Linked DNA regions of Mus musculus: all the other regions are linked to region 1. A link is a contact called in public Hi-C, HiChIP or PLAC-seq, Micro-C and promoter capture Hi-C data. All regions are on one chromosome and are shown on one strand. The core of a region is the stretch at or near the end of the contact, and the rest is flanking DNA. Distances in the headings are between cores, read along the strand shown.

The links. Promoter capture Hi-C pulls out the DNA fragments that hold promoters and counts their contacts. Hi-C and Micro-C count contacts between places; a contact is called where the count stands out from the background. HiChIP or PLAC-seq counts read pairs in DNA pulled down with a chosen protein or histone mark.
Region 2: a contact with region 1 is called in an H3K27ac HiChIP or PLAC-seq map of thymic regulatory T cells, with 7 times the contacts expected there. The contact joins the promoter of Clec2d here to the promoter of Ccnd2 in region 1. A contact is called at or near these places in 1 of 39 promoter capture datasets (liver) and 1 of 115 datasets of contacts at active chromatin or transcription factors (thymic regulatory T cells).
Region 3: a contact with region 1 is called in a Hi-C map of B cells, with 8 read pairs. The contact joins the promoter of Tpi1 here to the promoter of Ccnd2 in region 1.
Region 4: a promoter capture Hi-C map of liver shows a contact between it and region 1, with 6 times the contacts expected there. The contact joins the promoter of 1700101I11Rik here to the promoter of Ccnd2 in region 1.
Region 5: a Micro-C map of embryonic stem cells shows a contact between it and region 1, with 5 times the contacts expected there. The contact joins the promoter of Ptms here to the promoter of Ccnd2 in region 1.
Region 6: a Hi-C map of B cells shows a contact between it and region 1, with 6 read pairs. The contact joins the promoter of Chd4 here to the promoter of Ccnd2 in region 1.

Annotation. Positions count from the first base shown.
Region 1 is chr6:127,149,455-127,152,819 of GRCm38.p6, reverse strand. Ccnd2 (cyclin D2) reads left to right here and starts at 1,772. Exons shown (of 5, transcript NM_009829.3): 1 at 1,772-2,238. The coding sequence starts at 2,047. 9330179D12Rik (RIKEN cDNA 9330179D12 gene) reads right to left here. Exons shown (of 3, transcript NR_040274.1): 1 at 3,257-3,365.
Region 2 is chr6:129,178,959-129,182,135 of GRCm38.p6, reverse strand. It overlaps Clec2d (C-type lectin domain family 2, member d), which reads right to left and starts at 1,521. Exons shown (of 5, transcript NM_053109.3): 1 at 1,389-1,521. The coding sequence starts at 1,455.
Region 3 is chr6:124,812,233-124,815,452 of GRCm38.p6, reverse strand. Tpi1 (triosephosphate isomerase 1) reads left to right here and starts at 1,295. Exons shown (of 7, transcript NM_009415.3): 1 at 1,295-1,445; 2 at 2,540-2,663; 3 at 2,748-2,832; 4 at 2,917-3,049. The coding sequence starts at 1,331. It overlaps Usp5 (ubiquitin specific peptidase 5 (isopeptidase T)), which reads left to right. Exons shown (of 20, transcript NM_001326594.1): 20 at 1-434.
Region 4 is chr6:129,531,849-129,535,246 of GRCm38.p6, reverse strand. It overlaps 1700101I11Rik (RIKEN cDNA 1700101I11 gene), which reads left to right and starts at 1,963. Exons shown (of 2, transcript NR_045270.2): 1 at 1,963-2,009; 2 at 2,305-3,300. It overlaps Gabarapl1 (gamma-aminobutyric acid (GABA) A receptor-associated protein-like 1), which reads right to left and starts at 2,055. Exons shown (of 4, transcript NM_020590.4): 1 at 1,711-2,055. The coding sequence starts at 1,800.
Region 5 is chr6:124,916,527-124,919,857 of GRCm38.p6, reverse strand. It overlaps Ptms (parathymosin), which reads left to right and starts at 1,912. Exons shown (of 5, transcript NM_026988.2): 1 at 1,912-2,298. The coding sequence starts at 2,254. It overlaps A230083G16Rik (RIKEN cDNA A230083G16 gene), which reads right to left and starts at 2,995. Exons shown (of 2, transcript NR_152158.1): 1 at 2,676-2,995. It overlaps Gm38896 (a long non-coding RNA gene), which reads right to left and starts at 268. Exons shown (of 2, transcript XR_869424.3): 1 at 1-268.
Region 6 is chr6:125,094,569-125,097,930 of GRCm38.p6, reverse strand. Chd4 (chromodomain helicase DNA binding protein 4) reads right to left here and starts at 1,950. Exons shown (of 39, transcript NM_001346610.1): 1 at 1,671-1,950; 2 at 666-844. The coding sequence starts at 765. Mir7045 (microRNA 7045) reads right to left here and starts at 907; the gene lies at 845-907.

The DNA of each region.
Region 1 (3,365 bases), core at 523-3,022:
CTTTCTTTACATGCAGTAGATTGGATACTAATTCCCGCTGCCATTGATAGGGTCCGAGGAGCCCAGGCCCCTGTGCGGGCCTAGCCCGCCCGGGTCCCCGCTCTCCCTCCGCCCTTCCCGGGCTTCCTTTTGATGTAGCGGAGAAGGCTTCCTACTTTAAAAAAAAAAAGTAATCTGCCCGGTAACAATCAGCGCGCAGTAGCAGGAGCCCCAGAGCTATTGGCTATGCAAATAGAGGGAGGGGAGACGGCGCCCCAAACTCATACTCACCCTTTTAAAGTGATATCCCCTCCCCCCGCCCACCCCTTCCGCCCCACCCTCGTTTAAAGGGGCTGGCCCAGGGCTGGAGTTAATCGCTTGCACCTCGGCTTTATTGCCTCCCCTCCCGGGCCTTTCCGAGAGCCCACGGGTGGTGCTCCCACAGCGTGCCACCCCCTCCCCCCCCCAGCCTCAGCCTCCGCTAGCCTTAAGCGTCCCTGATCATCCCCCCTTCTTAAGGAAGGAGGGACTCAGTGCCCCCCCCCGTGTGCCCAGAGAGGTGCAACCCACGCCATGCTATCTGCACGTGCCAGCGTGGCCACCATGCGGGGGCCAGTGGTTCCTCGCCCCTTCCTCCCTCCTTTAATATAGTTAAAGGCAGGGTGGGAGCAGGAAGGAGGTGAGGAAACGCCAACGTGTCCCCCTCTACCAACAGCCTTGACCACAGGATGCTTTAGAGCACATGTCAGAGCCGACCCCAAAATCCTGGCGGAAGGATGAGGCGCGAGACCCCACGGGGTCGGGGATTGAGGGGTGCAGGACTCAGGAGCCCCCGGGGAAAGGAAGGGTGGCCTTGCTGGCGCAGGGAGAGCCAAACCTAAACCCTCCCTCTCCCCCTCCCTGGCCCCTCCCGAGCCATTTCCTAGAAAGCTGTATCAATGTGGCCACGCTCCGCGCAGACACCTAGGGCGGCTTGTCAGCAGATGCAGGGGCGAGGAAGCGGGTTTTTCCTGCGTGGCCGAGGCCCGCGGAGGAACCGCTGCTAGCCCTGCCCCCGGTCTGGGGCCGCTCTGAGAGGCTGGCCGCGTTGCCCAATGGCGCCCCCAAGAACAGAAAGGTTTCTGCAGGAGGGTCATATTCTACTAGGCTTAAGAAGCACCCCTTTCTCCAACATCCACCCCTTCCTCCTCTTCCTCTCCACGCACGTGGCTCGGGGCGGACAACAGCTTGAAAGTTATCAGGAGTCTAAGCTTGAGGGGCATAACCTTTATCCCTGGTTTGGCGAGGTTGCAATTTTCTCAAATAAGCCTTTCCTTGTTCCTCATTTAGGGGTCTACTTCTAAGTTATCTGAACTCATCCACATGGTAAATCTATCTACCTGAATCTTGAATAATGGGCTGTTTTTCTGATCACATTGCAAGCCTCCGAAGTTAGAGAGCACACACGTACACACCCTTTATGCCCCCATGGTATGCCTACAGAATGTCAGAAAGGATAATCAATAGGAATCCATGGGGTTTGTGGGTTCCCCTATCCGAGGCCCCTAGCATGCGGGGCTGGATGGGGAGAGGGCCTCGGAGAAGTAGGGAGAGGGGTTGGGGGTGGGGAGCGGGGATCGTGTTTGAAGTTTGGTCAGGCCAGCTGCTGTGCTCCTTAATAACAAGAGGGAAGGGGGGGGGGAGAGGGAGGGAAAGATTGAAAGGAGGGGAGGGACGCTAGAGGAGGGGAGGAAAGGGGGAGGAGGAACCTGAGAGGGGGAGGAGATCTAACTGCCCTTCCAGCTTGCGTCACTGCCTGAGCGAGAGAGGAGAGCGAGCTGAGGAGAGCCGGGCAGTTCGGAGGGAAGGACCGGTGCGAGTCAGGCGGCCCTTGAGGCTCCGCTCGCCCACCTTCCACTCTTCTCTCTCTCTCTCCCTCTCTCTCTTTGCCATTTCTTTCCTCTCCCAAATCTCCCATTCAGCCAAAGGAAGGAGGTAAGGGAAGCACTCCCCGACCCCCCCGCACCTCCAAAAAATAATAATAATAAAAAAAATTTACAGTCGGGACCGAGTGGTGGCCGGCTGGCTATGGAGCTGCTGTGCTGCGAGGTGGACCCGGTCCGCAGGGCCGTGCCGGACCGCAACCTGCTGGAAGACCGCGTTCTGCAGAACCTGTTGACCATCGAGGAGCGCTACCTCCCGCAGTGTTCCTATTTCAAGTGCGTGCAGAAGGACATCCAACCGTACATGCGCAGGATGGTGGCCACCTGGATGCTAGAGGTAGGTGTGCGGGCGACGCTCTCAGGGAGAGGCAAGCCCAGCCGCTCCATCCCTACCTCCAACACGCAGAGATCCTAAAAACTGCGGGAGAACTACCCCTGCGCTGGCCTCCCCCGCTCGTGCGCGAGGTAGCCCCGCACCCTTGGGCGAGACGCTAATTCTGTCCCTTGCTAGATTAACTAGTGGAGGAAAACTTGGGTGAGTGAGGATGTCCTCCCCCCCCCGGGGGGTTGGCATCCCGCGCGTGTGCCTGCATGTGGCTTCCTCGTCTTCCCATCTCCATTTCTGACCTGTGGTGTGGAAGCAACCCCGGCTGCCTTCAGTGAGGCCCCAGAGGGTGTTGCGACCTAACAATCCATACCAACATATAAAGAGCCCCCCCCCGCCCCCGACTCTCAGGGTTGGGGCAAACCGTCTGAGCCTTAGGACTCCGCGTTGGCACTTTGGCAGGAGGTGGGGGTGGGGGAGAAACAGGGAATTCAGGAGAGCCCCGGAAGTCATACTGAAAAAAACGTGCGTTTAGGGCAATCTGAAAGAACCGCTGCTTTAGCCTTGCTTGCAATCTTTGCCGAGAGAGCAGGGTGCCCACGTATGCACAGCTCTGGACCTGCCGTGGTTTCGCCATGTTGCTTTGCAAACTCCATTTACAAGGACTGGCAACATTCGCCGGCGCCCCCACCCCCTCTCAGCACCCCATGATCCTGGGCACCCTCTTTCTGATCGTGCCCTCTTCCCCAGCCCTCGGTTCACCAAGGTTACTTACAGTTTGGCTGCTTCTTGAGCGCGCAGATTTGGGTGGGGTAGGAAGCGGGGGAGGAGGTGTGTAGAGCAGGCTAGGGGGCACCCCCAAATGAGAGGTCAGAGTCCCGCATGCCTCCTGGAGGGGGGTTCCCTGGTTTCGTCTCACCCAACCCCCAGCAGGCACAGCCTTCCTAGCTACTGCCCTTGTGGGCCGCAGCCGAACACTCCGCAAGTTTCCCCCACTGAGATCTAGAGCCCCTGGGGTGGAGATACCGACCTTACGGACACCCGAAACCTCTTTTCCAGGGAGCCTGGGACCTCTCTGGGGTTTTCAGGCCCACAGAGCGTTTCTAGGATTTTCCCTCGATTTTTAATAATTTTTTGAA
Region 2 (3,177 bases), core at 272-2,771, 2.0 Mb before region 1:
ACACACAGATCTCCTTCTAAATTCGAATGTGTTCCATAGCACAATTTGAACATAACTTTCCTGTCTTTATTTAAAAGTAATGTTGGAAATGATCTCTCAAAAAACCCAAAGAAATGAAGTATTGCTGGCCTGGTTTTTAGCTTACTTAAAAACTGTTTCAATGATAAAACAAGCTACTGCTTCAAAGGAGTGAAGTTGTGTAATGCCTGCAGCTAGTTATACAACAGCTGCACTTGAGACAGGAGCTCCACATTCACAAGACAGGCTTCAAAATGCCTGCAGCTAGCTATGCAACAGCTGCACTTGAGACAGAAGCTCCACATTCTCAGGAAATGTTTCCAATGGCTAAATATTTGTGTATTTGATTTTAAAAAGTCAACCCTGCTGAGGCAGAGGGAGCAGGAGTTCCAGGCCAGCTTGGGGTAAAGTATGAGACTTTGCCAAAGAATCAATCAATCAATCAATCAGTCAGTCAGTCATCATCATCCTCAGTAATAATAATTTATTATAATTTATTATTATTATTATTATTATTATTATTTCAGAATACTTGGTTTAAGTGATAAACATTAGCATTTGTTGGGAATTTTGTATTTTGATAGATGTCAATCTTACTTTCTCAAAATTCAGTAGTCTTTCCACAAATTAAAAAAAAAAAAATTAATGTGAAGAAACAGGAATGAGGGGGAAAAGGAAAATAAAGGAACACAATATAATGGAGCATAGACAGTTTGAAACACAAGAAACACAATTTTGCTTCCTTTCTGAAGAATTAAGTAGGAAACCCCATTATATTCTTTTTCTGTAACTTATCAAGAGCTCAAAACAGAAAGGATTTGGTCCTGAGTAGGTTCAGCGCCCCCCACCCCCACCCCACCCCAAGCCACCCCCTTACAATTCTATTTTAATTACAATGGATCTGCAAAACACAAGCTCCAAGCTTCCCAGGCAACTTCTGCCACTATGCACATTGCAAAGCTGTTGTCTGAGTTTCCTTCACTCAGGGACTTAAAGCAAACGTTTACTACAGCAATTTGATGTAATCCACCAGACTGTAACTTACCAGATCCCTGGGAAGAGTGGACTAGCAAGCTAAGTACAAAGCGAGAACGCTGTGGCTACAGCTCTGGCAGTTAGAAGGTGACTCGCTGCTCATTTCTCTTGCCTGAGAACTATTCGAGTATTGTATGCTCCGATAGAATAACTAATGTAACAACCTCATAGCTAATCCCGACTGCATTCTCCTGCTCTGCAGACCCACAGTGACGGGCTCACAGACGCCCTTCTGTTCTTAATCTTTTGTTCAAGGTTCAACTCTTTTGCCTTCCTGCCCTGTTTGAAACTCCTCTCTGCCCCTCCCATTGGTTCAAATACTATTGAATACTTACCCACTTCTACCTCCTGCGGGCTGCCTGTGGGACTAAGCATAGGTAGGGAAGCCTTTGTGACACACATCTCAGAGCTGAGGAGCTGAGTTTCCACTACAGGATTGAAACTTGAAAGCTGAGAGGCACAAATACGTGGGGAGGTTTCAGTATTTAGCTAATCCTGTAGCTCCTCCTTTCTGTACATACACACACGCTTGGTTGGCTCAGGGCCTAACAAAATCTCATTGGGAAACGCATTTCAAGGTCAGGAGCCACACTGGCGCCATCTGGAGACTGACTTTCCTGTTTGCTTCTGGTTTACTTTGTGTTTCGTTTCTCTTTCAGCACACTCTGATTTAGAAACATAATTCAAGCTGACCTTACTGAGGTCACAGGGATTTTCTTTTTTTTTTTTTTTTAATATTTTTTATTAGGTATTTTCCTCATTTACATTTCCAATGCTATTCCAAAAGTCCCCCATACCCTCCCCCCCCCACTCCCCTGCCCACCCATTCCCACTTTTGGCCCTGGCGTTCTCCTGTACTGGGGCATATAAAGTTTGCAAGTCCAATGGGCCTCTCTTTACAGTGATGGCCGACTAGGCCATCTTTTGATACATATGCAGCTAGAGTCAAGAGCTCTGGGGTACTGGTTAGTTCATAATGATGTTCCACCTATAGGGTTGCAGATCCCTTTAGCTCCCTGGGTACTTTCTCTAGCTCCTTCATTGGGGACTTTGTGCTCTGTCCAATGAATGACTGTGAGCATCTACTTCTGTATCTGCCAGGCACTGACAAAGGCCCTCAGGAGACAGCTATAGCAGGCTCTTGTTGGCATCTGCCTAGTGTCTGGGTTTGGTGGTTGTTTATGGAATGGATCCCCAAGTGGGGCAGTCTCTGGCAGTCTCTTCCTTCAGGCTCTGCTCCAAACTTTGTCTCTGTAACTCCTTCCATGGGTATTTTGTTCCCCCTTCTAAAAAGGATTCTGAGCTTCTGGGCTAATGTCCACTTACCAGTGAGTGCATATCATGTGTGTTCTTTCCTGATTGGGTTACCTTACTCAAGATGATATCCTCCAGATCCATCCATTTGTCTAAGAATTTCATGAATTCATTGTTTTTAACAGCTTTGAACCTCTTACCCTTTCTTATCACAGGCCTGCAACAGTTCTGGGAAACAGAGAACCCTGGGGAGATCAAAAAAACCAAACAGATTTTACTGCGTAATAAATATTTATATCCAATAGTCACATTCAACTATTTGAAACACTGGAGAGTTACCCATTTGGCCCATTAAAAAACTACTTTATTTCTTGAGCGGGGCATATCTATGCCACAGCATATGTGTAGGAGTCTGTCCTCTCCTGCTGCCCTGTTCTCCTGTGATCCAGGCCAGATGGTCAGGATTATGTGGCAAGAGCTTTTAAGCCCTGAGTCCATCTCCTTTGAAAAAATACAACTGTAACTTACTTATTAATTTGTCTTGGTTAAAGTTTTGAAAGAAAGCTGTCAACTCTTTTTTTTATTACATATTTTCCTCAATTATATTTCCAATGCTAGCCCAAAAGTCCCCCACACCCTGCCCCCCACTTTCCTACCCACCCATTCCCATTTTTTTGGCCCTGGCATTCCCCTGTACTGGGGCATATAAAGTTTGCGTGTCCAATGGGCCTCTCTTTCCAGTGATGGCCGACCAGGCCATCTTTTGATACATATGCAGCTAGAGTCAAGAGCTCCGGGGTACTGGTTAGTTCATAATGTTGCACCTACAGGGTTGCAGATCTCTTTAGCTCCTTGGATACTTTCTCTAGC
Region 3 (3,220 bases), core at 46-2,545, 2.3 Mb after region 1:
CAGTGGGAAGGAGCTGGAGGTCATAGGAGAATGGCCAAACAAAGAGGAGGGGTACTCATTAGACTCTGGGGACAGAGCAGGGATGGGACAGGAGGGGCCAACTGCCTGTCCACAGTGGGACCTTGTTGCTTCCTTCCCCTGCCCCTTGAATCCACAGTGCTCTGCTTCTCTGTGATGGCCCAACCCCTGATGTGGGGCGGGCTCTTACCTGTGTGTGTGTGTGGATGTGGCTTTATGCATCTTTCCAGGGGAGGGAGCGACTGCGCCTCCCCTCCCCTTAAGTGTTTGCTCCCTTGTGGTGGGGCAGAGGAGGCTCTGAGGGAAATAGGACCCTCCCCACACCCTTTGCCCTTCTGCCTCAGCCTCCGGTCTGTCTTTATGGTCCTCTGGAAAAATGCCAAAATACATGATGTGAATAAAAGTACGGGGGCTGACTGGTTTCAGTTCTTTGGGGGAGACTTACTAGTTCTGGGGAGGATTACTGGAAGGGGAAGGTTTAGAGAGGCCCAACTGGGGTCCTTTGCCGTCCCCCCCCCCCAGGCAATTTCCTTTTCTCTAGCTCTAGAAATGCTCAGAAAACTGAGGTGGGGGGATGGGAAATAAAGGGAAAATTCAGAAGCGAGGCTGCATCACCCCCCCCCCCCCAACTGACCATGCACTTGGTCTAGCCCCACTGTTGCTGGGCAAATGAAGGACCTAGGGCAGGGTGGGCAGTCCACACTGACTGATATCAGCTGACTCCTTTACACGGCTGCAGCCAGCCTGCCTCCCTCCCTGCCCCCCACACACTAGTGTCCCACTCTGCTCCATTTGGCCAAGGTCTGACAACTGCAAGGACCCCGTAATCACCAGCGACGTTGGTGACACACTTGGCCCCCTTCCTTGTGATTACTGGAAGGGCTCCTCAACCGTGACTTTGCTTTATGCTATGAGGGAATGGGGCGCTTTCGGAGTTGGAAAGGTGCCCTCAACCCCAGGGTCCAAGGCCCTGCTGCTGTCACCTCCACAGGAAATGCCCCTTGGTCTTCTGAAATCCCAAAAAGTTTGTTTCCCTGAGCGCGAGGTTCAACATCTCAACTGTCGAGCCACTGAGGCAGGACGTTTGAGCCCCCTGAACCCTCTAGAACATTGATTGCTCTAGAACGCCAGAACGTCGAAACACCGGGAGGTGGAGAGGCAGATGGAGGGGAAGGCGGAGCAGCAAGGGGCCGGGCTAACCATGGCGGAGGGCGGGGAGAAGGAGGAGTTCTGCTTCACAGCCATCTATATAAGTGGCCAGTGGAGAGAGCCGTGCGTTTGTACTGACCTTCAGAGACTTGAGCCTGGTACAATGGCGCCTACCAGGAAGTTCTTCGTTGGGGGCAACTGGAAGATGAACGGGAGGAAGAAGTGCCTGGGAGAACTCATCTGCACCCTGAACGCAGCCAACGTGCCGGCAGGCACCGGTGAGCTCTCTGTTTAGCAGGGGCGGCGGGACGTGGGGGTGGAGGGTCGGGCGTGGCACCACCTGCTCAGTGTCTGAGTGGACCTGGATGGTGGCCTGGGGACAAGAGCCATTTGGTGTCCCGGCAGCAGAGACTTGCTGAAGAGGAAAAGCATTTAAATGCTGCACTGGGTTTGTGGGGCCCGAAAGGGGTTCTTGGGGTTGGGGGCAGGGTGCAAAGAAGATCGCCCTTGGGAGTGGACCGGAGCTGCACCAGTTAGGGGTTAGGGTCGAGAAGAAGAACCAGTGTCGGGTTGGATAAGCAAGTGGCACGTGTCCCCCAGATTGTGAGGGAGGAAGCTGAGCTTGCGCGGGCTCTCAGCTACCTGCCCCCTCGGCCTCTGGCTCCGTGCGTCTCTGCACGTAGCCCGAAACTCCTCCCCGCGCCGTCGTATGCTTAGGCCTCTGAGCTGGGGGCTTCCACATCCCTATCCTTCACAGCATGGGCCACTCCTGCCTTCCACCTTAGGCCCCTAGCAGATGCCAAACATGCTGAGCCGTTGGGGAATTAAAAAAAAAAAAAATTCAGCTCTTCTCAGACTGGAAATAGGAAAACACAAGGTCTCTGTGGGCTAGTCAGTTCCCTGCTGCTCACGACACTACCCCTCCATCCTTCCCGCTTCTACCCACCTAAATCGGGGAACCTGGAGAATGGCCAAAGGGTATTCTCTCTGATCATCCATTTCCCGAAGAGCCCAATACAAACTCCCGCGGTGGACCTCTTATGCTAAAAAATCCTTCCCGGGATGGGTATGTGGGATGGGCTATTTTAGAAAGGGGTTACCCCTGGAGAATGCTGAGTCGAGGAGATGCCCATTCCCAGAATAGCCTGAGGAAATTAGAGCCACAGCTGTTAAAAGAGCAGAGGGCAGGGTAAGGGCCGTGGCCTATCAGAGGCATTGGGAAGGCTCTGGTATTGCTACAGGCCTAGCCTGGGCTCTGTAGTGGACAAAGGTCAACTTTCTGGACTGAAAAACGAAGGAAAGTAGAACCAAGAAAGTGAATGCAAGACCGGGAGCCTGAAGAGTGAGGGGCTTTCTCTGATCTCGTCCTCAGAGGTGGTTTGTGCACCGCCCACCGCTTACATCGACTTTGCCAGACAGAAGCTGGATCCCAAAATTGCTGTGGCCGCACAGAACTGCTACAAAGTGACCAATGGGGCCTTCACTGGGGAAATCAGGTGAGATGGAGGCAGAGAGGGATGTAGAGGGAAAACCTTCCTCGTGAGGGCTTCTTGCCGAACTTTGGTGTGTGTTTGTTTTAGCCCTGGCATGATCAAAGACTTAGGAGCCACCTGGGTCGTGCTGGGGCACTCAGAAAGAAGACATGTCTTTGGAGAATCAGATGAGGTCAGTAAACAGGAGGGGAGATAGGGGATGCTTTGATCCTGGGGGAGAGGGTATCTTACCTACCTAGCATTTGTTCTTCAACAGCTGATTGGCCAGAAAGTGAGCCACGCCCTAGCAGAGGGACTCGGGGTGATCGCCTGCATCGGGGAGAAGCTAGACGAAAGGGAAGCCGGCATCACCGAGAAGGTCGTGTTCGAGCAAACCAAGGTCATCGCAGGTATCTCTGCAGACACGGCTCTCTGAGTCTAGCAAAGGCCACAGGGATGGAGGCGGGAGGTCAAAGGTCCCACAGCCTGCCTGAGTCATACTGACCCCGGGGAAAGAGGGCGACCTGAATGGTTCTTGTCACTGTTCCTACAGAAGGCTCAAACCCCACCTTCAAAAGCTA
Region 4 (3,398 bases), core at 714-3,213, 2.4 Mb before region 1:
GTTCTGAATAATGGGGGTAGGTGTTCACTTAAGTTTCCTGGCTGGCACCAACTACCACCTGAACTCCAGATGGCAGCAGGTGTTAACCTACTTCTAGGGCTCAACCTTACAAGGCGTTCATCTAACTGTACTACAAACTGGAAAACAAAAACAAAAACAAAACTCTGGAAGCCCAAGGGCTCTGGAAGCCCTGAAGCATGACAGCCAGGGCTGGAATTCTCCTCCACCAGTCAGCAATGTCAAACCTGTGGGTGGTGACTTCACTGCCCTGTGCTTCAGAGCATGTCTCTAGCACAGGGATTTTAATGCTGTGACGAGAGTCGGTGAGTACACAGACAAGGCATTCAGAGTGCTGCCAGCTGTGTGGTCCATGTGTAATTTTAAAATATTAAGTGGGGCTGACAAACTGAGAGAAATTTTGAAAGCAATCCTCCACAGTCCTGAGCTCAAGGAAATAACATGTGAAGGACTGTGTAGTAGGAAGGCATGACTGGAGTGTGCCCAGCCGTTCTGGAAGAGCCATGTATATGTAATTTCTGGAGAATGGTGGAATAGTTAGCTCTCTTCTTCCTCATAGAAAATGGGGCTGAGGGTAGAAAATGGGGCTGAGGGTAGAAAATGGGGCTGAGGGCTTTCTCTTGCTGGACCTCCGTTTCTTCTGGTAGCCCTGGCTGAGATAAAGAATAAGGAAGAAGTCCCTCCCCCCTATTACTTATGCATCAAAAAAAAAAATTATCAGGTTAGCACAGCTCTTTTACCCTTCAAAGTTAGAGGAACGCCAACCTAATATAACATCATTGCCTGTACAAATAAAGAGAACGATTTTTTAAAGTCCCTGGTCCTCTATCCACCATATTTAAAAGCGATGTCATCCTTTGCTTCCAATTCTGCTGCGCAGCCTTCAAAAGAGGAGGAAAAAAAAAAAGGCAAGTGGGCGGGGGAGGGGGTAAAGTGGAAAACACCCGGATGCTGAAGACTCCCTTAGTATTTTTCTCCCCACTGCATGAACTAGGTATTAGCTGCTTAAATCGGGGTATAATTAATGGAGGAAACGGTTCTCAGTACTGGTTCTTGAGATCCAAGAGCCCACCCACCTATCACAGTGCAGAGCACGGACCTTCTTTTTCCACACATGGCCCAGGAGACAATAATGAGGTGGAGGCAGGCATGACCTTGTTTGAGGGCCCGCCTGGTGAAGCCCCTCACCCCACCCCACCCCCAATTCTAAAAAAAAAAAAAAAAAAAAAACGCAGGTCAGAATCTAGGGGCTTCTCGAGTTTTTCCTCCTACGCTCAAGGAAATGGGAAGGAGACTCGTTTTCATGGAGAACCAATTGAGCAGACATGGATGGGCACAAGGCTCATCTCACCTGCTGCTACAGGGTTGGGACGCGTTTTTCTATAGCATATCCTATCTGCGGCCCCCAACCAGTCGCCCCCGCACACACAGGCCTCGCCACGCGCACATCCCAACCTCCATGGGTGCTGAATCCTGCTGACTCACCCACCACGCGCACGCTGCGCTTTCGAGATGCCAAAAGTGGCTACAGGCCCTGGGGATACAAGCTTGTCAAAGCCGGTCAAGAATACTTGATTCCGATGACCCTCCTGTGCCAGGGCCACCCGCCATCGCCAGGCTACCTCGGTAGCTCCAGGGCAACCAGCTCCCAAACTCCTCAAGCTTGCCTTCTCCCTCCCCGCCCCCACTCACCGGCACCCGGTCCGGGTATTTCTTCCTAATCTTTTCACCTTCCTTTTTCCGATACTCGAAGGGGTGGTCCTCCTTATACTGGAACTTCATGATGGACCTCAGGATGTAGGGGCTCCCCGGACGGGGCCTGCTGCGCGCGCTGATGACTGCGTCTCGCGTCTGGCCACCCCCAGTCAATGTCAGCCTTATCACAATCGCTCCACCCGCGTCAGCTCCCACGCGCCAGTCGCCGCACTACGTGGCTAAACGTCCAGAGAAGGACCTGGAGATCTCGCGGCCTGAAGGTAAAGGACCACCAGGTAAAGAAATAGGGTGGCTTTTCCCAAGAGCTGGAAACACAAAAACACCAGGGCGGTGCTGTGACATCACGACGCCCCACCCCCGCTCCGCCCCCGGCGCTAAGGACCTGCTGGATCCGGGTGGACAGAAGCTTTGTTTATTTGTGTATCTTCTTTTCACCCAAGCTTTTCCTAAACCACTCCATCGAAACGCAAAAATCATGTAGTCGGGTTTTTATTTTTGAGGATTGATATTAAAGGTAATTTGTTAATTCAAAGAATGCTCTAACAAATGTCGTCTTCCCTCCCCTTCAAGTTTCTTGTTTGATGCCCAAAACAAACACAGAGGAAGAAAATCCAGCTGTTTCCAGAGCAATGGAATCAGGAGTCTGGAGTTGGAAAAGTGCCAGGCGTCACGAGATTTGTAGCCCGGGCTGAAATGTCCTGTGCTTGCATTTTGACCTTTGCCTGGCACCCACGACTGGCCTGCCTTCTCTGCCCCAACTCCTCCTTCTGACTGGTGTCCTTATGTTTGGATCTGTGCTAGAATTGGTTCTGAGACAACATAAACAGAGCATGACTCATGGATTTGAAGAAGTGTAAGGGTGAAGAACATGAAGTCATCAAGGTTAGAAGAAGCGATGCCAGCGATGAACACCAGGCTTCACTCACGTTCAAGGAGAGATGAATCCATTCATTTTATAAGGTTCACCCAGAAGCATGGTTGTTGAGTTCTTGAAAATACAGAGGTCAAATCATTTAGGTGTCTATGTTTCCCCAACAATACTTTGCTCTGGGGTGGGTATCACCTGTAGGGTAGTTGTCCTGATGAAAAGGCCTTATTGGGCACCAAAAGCTCTGACTGGCATGCTGGTGGAAGACCCTCAATAGTATAGAGAGAGTCAGCCCAGGCCCCTCTGACATACCGGGTTTCCATCTTAAGACTCTTTGGATGCGGGGTCACCCTTCTGATTCTACTGGCAGTAACTCCAGACCTATATCTTGGGAACATCGGAGATAAAGTTCAAGGATGCTTTGTGCTGTGAAAATAAAATGACTACTAAGTGGTACCAGGCAAGCAGCCCTGTTGCCTGATTTTATGTACATGACTTAGTGATATGGTTATAAAATATGGGCAAAATAAAGTGAACTGAATTTAACTGGCAAAACAAGAACATGAAATACATAGCCCACTTCTTGGTTTTCTCCTGGTAATCTTTCTTACATATGAAGACAAATGAATTGGTATATAATATTGTTGTATTTATTTATTGTTGTTTTTATTTTCAAATTAAAAATAGTTTAATACCCAGCTACTCATTTTACCCTTGACCCAAATACAATTAAGTCTTTCAGAAGAAATTTTACAACCAGTTGAGACAGATCTGGGATGAAAATGGTAATAGTGTT
Region 5 (3,331 bases), core at 663-3,162, 2.2 Mb after region 1:
ACAGGGTTTCTATTGGCTCTCGGGAAAAACAGGAGGAAGGTGGATGGAGGTTGTTGGTGGCGGTGATTGGAGGGGGGAGGGGAGTGGAGGTGACCGGAGTTGAGGGCGGTTACCAGGGCAACAGGGTAAGAGCCCAGCAGGGTGTCCGAGACAGCAGGCGGGGCTGGGAGGTGGAGTAGAGAAGGCAGAGAAAAAAGAAGGCGGGAGGGAGAGGAAAGAGACCAACCCAAAGGGAGCGAGGCTTGGGGGGGGGGGGGCGTTATGGGGTGAGGGAGGGGAGATAAATGAAGCAAGAAAGGGTACAGAGATGGAATATGGTGAGAGATTGCTATAGACATCAGTCACTGAAGTCTGAGAAGCGCATTGAAAAGGGGAAATGGAGAGATCTCAGAGAAAAGGTGGACCGAACCCTGCCAGGAAAAACCAGGGTGGGGCGCAAAGATTTATGAGACGAAGAAACTGAATTAAGAGTCAGAGAAACCAGGAGATGTGTATGAGAGATCAAACGATGGTGTGTTGACACGCTCACATGCTAAATGATGATGGAAGACCAACAATGGCTTCCCTTTTTTTCTAATTGGGGGGGGGGGTCGGGAAGGGGCAAGATGTATTGCTCAGGATGCCCTCAAACTAATGGCAATCCTCCTGCCTCAGCTTCCCAAGTGCTGAATAGGTCATCTGGCTAAAGGTGATGTTTTTTATTAAGGAAATAAAAATGATTAGGAAAAGGTGAGGGGTAATAATGACAGATCACACACACACACACACACACACACACACACACACACACACACACACCCCAAAGACAATCTTTTCCCAAAGCCCAGCCTTCTTCTTCATCCACCGTTCGGGCCTCAGACTGACAGGCCAGCCCGTCTCTTTCTGAATCTTAGGGTTCTCAAAAAATTATCTAAAGATTCTGAACCTAGGGGTGAGGCGCTGAGGACAAGGAACCCCGTATCTGGGCCCGTGTGTGCAAAGGACAATTGAATTCAGAAAGACTGGGGGGAAGACAGAGAAGAGCTACGAGAGGGAAAATGTACAAGGACAATCGGAAAGAGTTGAAAATTAGCTAAGTTTATAGGGCCAGGTGATAATCAGGTAAGAAAACAGTGTTATCTGGAGCAAAGTAAATTGAGACATAAGAGATGTAGATGGTTGTAAGGGAGGGGTCTCGGTCTATATGAATGAAGAGGTGAAGAGAAACACAAGAACCAGGCAATTAAGTGAGGTGAGACAGGTAAGAGGAGAGAAGAATAAAGAGGCAGACGAGAACATCAGAGGGCCCCTCACATCCCCCGAAACAGACTGGAAGGAACCCGACAAGGACCACAAATGTCAAGTCCAGCCGAGAGGCCCAGGCTGTCCTTTGTACTCTCACTTTCCTCCTCAAGGCCACCTAGAGAAGGCGGACAGGAGCGAGAAATGGAAGTGGCTCTGCAGCCTTCTTCCTCTCCTTTCAGCTTTTGGTTTCTCAAATACCTGCCCAGCCTCTACATCTACAGCCCCACTCCCTGCACCCCCACTTTAGCAAAATCCCAGGGCTAAAAGGAGGAGGTCAGCAGGAGTCTGGCCAGTCCGCCCCCAGGAGCCAGACTCCAGCTTGCAGGCAGTAGGCTGGCATTTGGAGCGGTGTCTCCCCGCAGGAACCCCACCCCTTCCCACCTCCTCGCCCCACTCCGCTCGCTCCCGAACCGTCAGTCTCTCCATTCCCCCGCCCGGTCTCGTCCTTCCTCCTGTCCCGCTCGCTCTCCCGCCCTTCGCTTTCATCCTCCTATCCCCACCTCTCCAACCTCCTCTTTCATCCCCCTCCCCTCTCCTCTCCTCCCCGCTCTCGCCTGCCCCACCCCTGGGAAGCCCCTCCCGTCGGGCAGCGCCGCCTTAAAAGCGGGTTCCCTTCCCGGGGGCGGCAGCGGCTGGTCGGCGGCAGCTCTGCTGGTGCGGGGGCGGCGAGCAAGACCGAGCGACCGCGACCGGAGCGCGCCGGCCACCGCCCGCATCGTCCTCCCGCCTGCCCGCCCGCCCGCCCTCCGGACGGCCGCAGCCCTGCGGGTCTCTGCTCGGGACCCACCCCCGCCCCACCCCGCGCGCCTCTGCCGCCTCTTGCAGCGAGCCAGCTTGCCGAGCGGCCGTCGCTGCCGCTGCCGCCGCCGCCACCGCGCCAAGTTCCGGCCGCGGCCACCCTCCGCCGTCCAGGGCTCCTCCGCCTCGGCCCCGGGACCCCGGCTCCCTGCCAGCCCCGGCCCCGGCACCATGTCGGAGAAGAGCGTGGAGGCAGCGGCCGAGCTGAGTGCCAAGGTACGGGCAGGGGCGGCGGCGGCGCGGCACCCGGGCGGCCCCGGGATCGGCGCGGTCCTTCGCGCCCGGTCGCCCCCGACGGCCCCGAGCGGCCCTGGCGCCCGGTCCCCGCGGACCCCGCTGCGCCCTCCCCCCGCTCGGAGCCCGGCGCTGCCTATCCCGCTCGGCACCACCGGCGCCCTCTAGCGGCCCAGCGCGCCGTGGCTCGGGCCTCACCGCCCGGCCTGCGCCCGGCCCCGCCATCCCCACCCCTCTCGTGCCCTGCCTGCCGCGCCCGCCTCTGCCCGGTCCGCCTTCTCGTCGGAGAGCGGCGCCTCTAGCTTCCCGGGCCCCATGTCCGAGCCGAGCCCCCAGGTCTCTTGCCACTATGACCTCACCTTTCCTCTGCTAAGCGGTTTGGGATCCTCAAGTGTAAACAGGACTCTCCCGGGAGGCTACTCCTCGGCTCCTCCCCTTGCCGCCCGACCGTCTGTCCTCGTCCCTGAAGGGCTGCTCCTCTCCACCCCCCCTTTTTAATTTTTAAAAAAATTTTTTGCCCATCTTCATTTGTTCTTCCTCTACTACCGATTTCCATTTTTTTTCCATTATCGCCTCCCCTCATGTTGAATTTCTAAAAATCAGAAAGACGGAGAAACGAGCCTTCGAAAAAGCTGGAGCTCAGCATCGCCTGACCATACGTCAAGCTATCTTTGCTCTCAGCAGCTGCCTTTCCCGGCCTCATCCCTTTGCCCTTGTCTCTCTTTCAGCCTTCCTCTAATTTCCCCAGGGAAACTGCGGAGTGCCGCTTAGGGAAATTAATGCGGCCAGGCTTGGGGGCTGGGAGCCCAGTCTTTTTTTTTTGGGGGGGGGGGCGCAGTATAGTTCTCGAGGTCCAAGTGGAAGGAGGGAGCTGATAGGATGAAAGGCAGTGGGAAGAGGGGACATGTGAGATCTGATAAGGTGTGCCTGTGTGGCCCTCCGGTGGGTTGTGCGGTGGCATGTGACTTCACCGAGTAGGCGTCTTTGTATGTCTGAGATCCAGCGAGTGTGTGGG
Region 6 (3,362 bases), core at 701-3,200, 2.1 Mb after region 1:
GGCGGAAGCCCCTAGTAAAGATCCAAGATTATGTCCACACCAAGGGCCAATTCCCTCCCTCTGCCCTCACTAGGCTACTGCATGCTGCCTCTCCTAGCCCTCCATCCTTCTCCACTCAAAAAAATCCCAACAATCTGACTAACAAAGTTCTACAGATCTGATAAAGAGTGAGATTCAAACTTTACACTCTTGAAACAGCACAGAGAACCCGTAAGAGATCGGGACAGAAAGCAACCAACACTCTCGCTTTCTTCTCCAGGGAACAACCGCGGGATCCCAGATGCCTGGCAGGGCTCCCGCAACAGAAATCCCCACCGCACCCCACCATGTCACCACCAGAGTCGGAACCACCTGCATTCCTCCAAGAACCTGCACGAGGTAAAGCTAACCCAGAGAGCTCCCTCAACCGGGGACTGCGGAGCATTCCAGACAGCCTTGAGTGAAGCCAGCTTGCATCTGGGTCCGTGGTGCCCAAGAGGCACATGGCTTCCACCTCCCCCAGCACCCCCCAGCACACAAGAGCTCCGCAGAAAAGAACCACTCCCTTCGGATGCCCTCCACCCTGGGTTCTGCACAGGGACAAGCAGCGCGCGAACGCAGCCTCACTGGAGTCTCGAGGAAAGATCAAACATCTTCCTGCCCTGGGCCCTCCGGGAAGATGTTACCTGGATGGGGTGGGGGCAGGCTGTTGTTCAGAAGTGCGTCCATATCCTCCTCCTCACTGCCCGCTGAGCAGGGGGACGGGGAGCCCAGGCCCGACGCCATCCCCTTCCGTTCCCCGGCCAGGGAATTGGCCCAGCTGCTCCTGCCTGCGGCCTGGGGCCCTCTGCACTGGCCCGAGTCACTGTGCGGGGGAGGGGGGAGAACAGTGAGTGACGCGCAGTCCCCCTCCCCCACCCGCTCTTTCCGCCCCCCTGCCCTACCACCCTAGCCAAGCACCCGAACCACTCAGGCTGAACTTAGTTCCACACTCCTCGGGGACAGCCCGTGAGCCGGCTCCCCAGCAGGAGCCCCCAAGAAGAGGGAATGACGCCCCCGAGGGCAGGCTGGTGCATGGAGGGGAAGGAAGAAGCTAGCCTGGCCTGAGCCAGGAGTGCCTGGGGAGTGGGGTTCGAGTGGGGAGGCGCGGAGAGGGTCAGGGGAGGCGGCCGGTGCTCGGGGACACAAGGTCACTTGGGAGTGGGGGGGCGCTCCTCTGCGCCCGGGGAGGGGCCAGTCCCCAGACAGGGCAGCTCTCCAAAGGCTGTCCTCTGGGACAACTCAGGTTCTCTTCCGGAACGGCGGGGACCAGGGGGCGTGGAGGCTCGGGCGCTCCGGGGTCCCGAAGAGTCGGGACGCCGGAGGAAAGCGAGCACCCACCGGGAAGGGGGCCGGGCCACGTGTCCCGGGGGGCTAGCGAGCAAAGGGCGAGGGGCGGGCGGGCAGGCGCTCGCCCGGCATTGTGGGAGGCCGAGCCCAGGAGGGGGGGGGGGCGGGGAGCAGGACTCCCTCAGGGCAGGGCGCCGTCTGGAGGTAACCCGGCCGCCTCCGGGGAAGAAGGGTCGGCTCCCTGGAGAGGGGACGGCCCGCGGGCCCCGGGACGCCTGAAGAAGGGACAGGTGAAGGAATGACCCCCGGGACGACGTCGGGCTGAGAGAGATGTCTCTCCCGTTGCCTCGCGCGCTCCTCACCCTAGAGCCGCCTCAGGTCGCGCTGGGTCTCGCCGGTGTCACTCCCGCTCCAGCTCCTCCTCGCCGCGGCCGAAGGGGGGAAAATGGCTCCGGCTCCGGCGTCGCCTCTTAAAGGGCCCGAAACACCGGCCGGGAAATCCCACCGCACAGGCCCCGCCCCCCACGGACAGCCCATAATAACCTCAACCAACTCCAACCCCCCCCTCCACTACCGCCACCCTCCTCTTTAGGTCTCCCGGGCAACCCCCGCCCCCTCGTCGCTCAGGCAACCATTGGCCACGCCCCCGTCGAGCGCGCGCGCGCGTCACCTGGGCAACCGCCCACCTCCTGGCCATCCCATAATACACACGGACACCCCACATACACACACCCCGCCCCCCACACTCTATGCATATATGTGCCCGGGGCTACAGACATATAGTGCAGATCTTTTACAAACTAAAACCTGCTCCCCCTCCCTTAGATAACCCATAATAACCACTCTTTGCCAACTTCTTCACTCTTGGCCTTACTGCTAACATCCCATAATAACTCATTACCCCTCCCTCCCCTTGGCCATCCCATAATAAGCACCCCTCCCAGCACTTCAGCCTCATATCCCATAATATTCAACCCATCCCCCACCGACATCCCATAATAACCACCCCCAGTTTGACATCCCATGATTGTCAGAAACTCACCCACCCCATACTACAACAACGGACACTGGGCCTCCTCCCACACGGATCCCGTAATAATCAGTCTCCCACTTTCTATACTGATATCCCATAATATCCAACCCCCCCAGAGCTGCCCTCAGTCCCTGCACTAGGGTTGAGATTCTAGATGCTCACTTTACCACCCACAGCCTTCCCAGTCTCTTTCTAGCTCCATGGTCCATAAATTACCATTCCTCCTAGCAAAGAGATACTCACTAATGATCAGCAGCTCTGCTGTCACCCCACAAATGGACATCTAAATCTCCTCCACTAACACTGGGAAAATGTCCTATCATTTACTCTATCTACTCTCCCATCCCATAATTTCAAAAAGCCCACGATACCATAATTGTCCCAACACAACCCAGTGCCACATCCCATAATACTTCTGCTACACTCCATCACCGCACACAGGTCTGGCCAGACATCCCCTAATTGTCACAACCTCCCCCACCTCTAGAAGTTGTCAGGCTCTTCCAACTAGAGCAGAGAGGGTGTGGCAAACTGCTAACTGCCCTGTCCCCACTAGCACACACTTTAGTCCCTTCCTGGGCAATAGGAGCATTCTGGGCTCTCAAAGTTCAGGACCCCCAGACTTCCTAGCTCATCATTTGCAGACACTCAGGAACCAAGAGCCAACCTCGAGCCCCAACAAACCCCACCAAATCCAGGTATGTTCTAGATACTTACCTCCCTCCAGCTTTGAATGTTTGTGTAAACTCAAACAAATAATATGCTGACTAGATGAAACACTTGCATAAAACTTCATGATGAAAAACTTTAACTCACCCAGAACATCCCATAACAATTACAAACCCCCATCCCAAAACTATTTCTCAACATTCCAGAAGTCCTCTACACTGCCACCTTCAAGTCCAGGCAGCCTCCGTGGACAGATAGCCTATCACCACCATGGACTGAGAGTCCTCTACCATGCCTTGCTCTGTACTCACCATCACTAAAGTTCATTCGACATACCCTTGACAGAGTACTA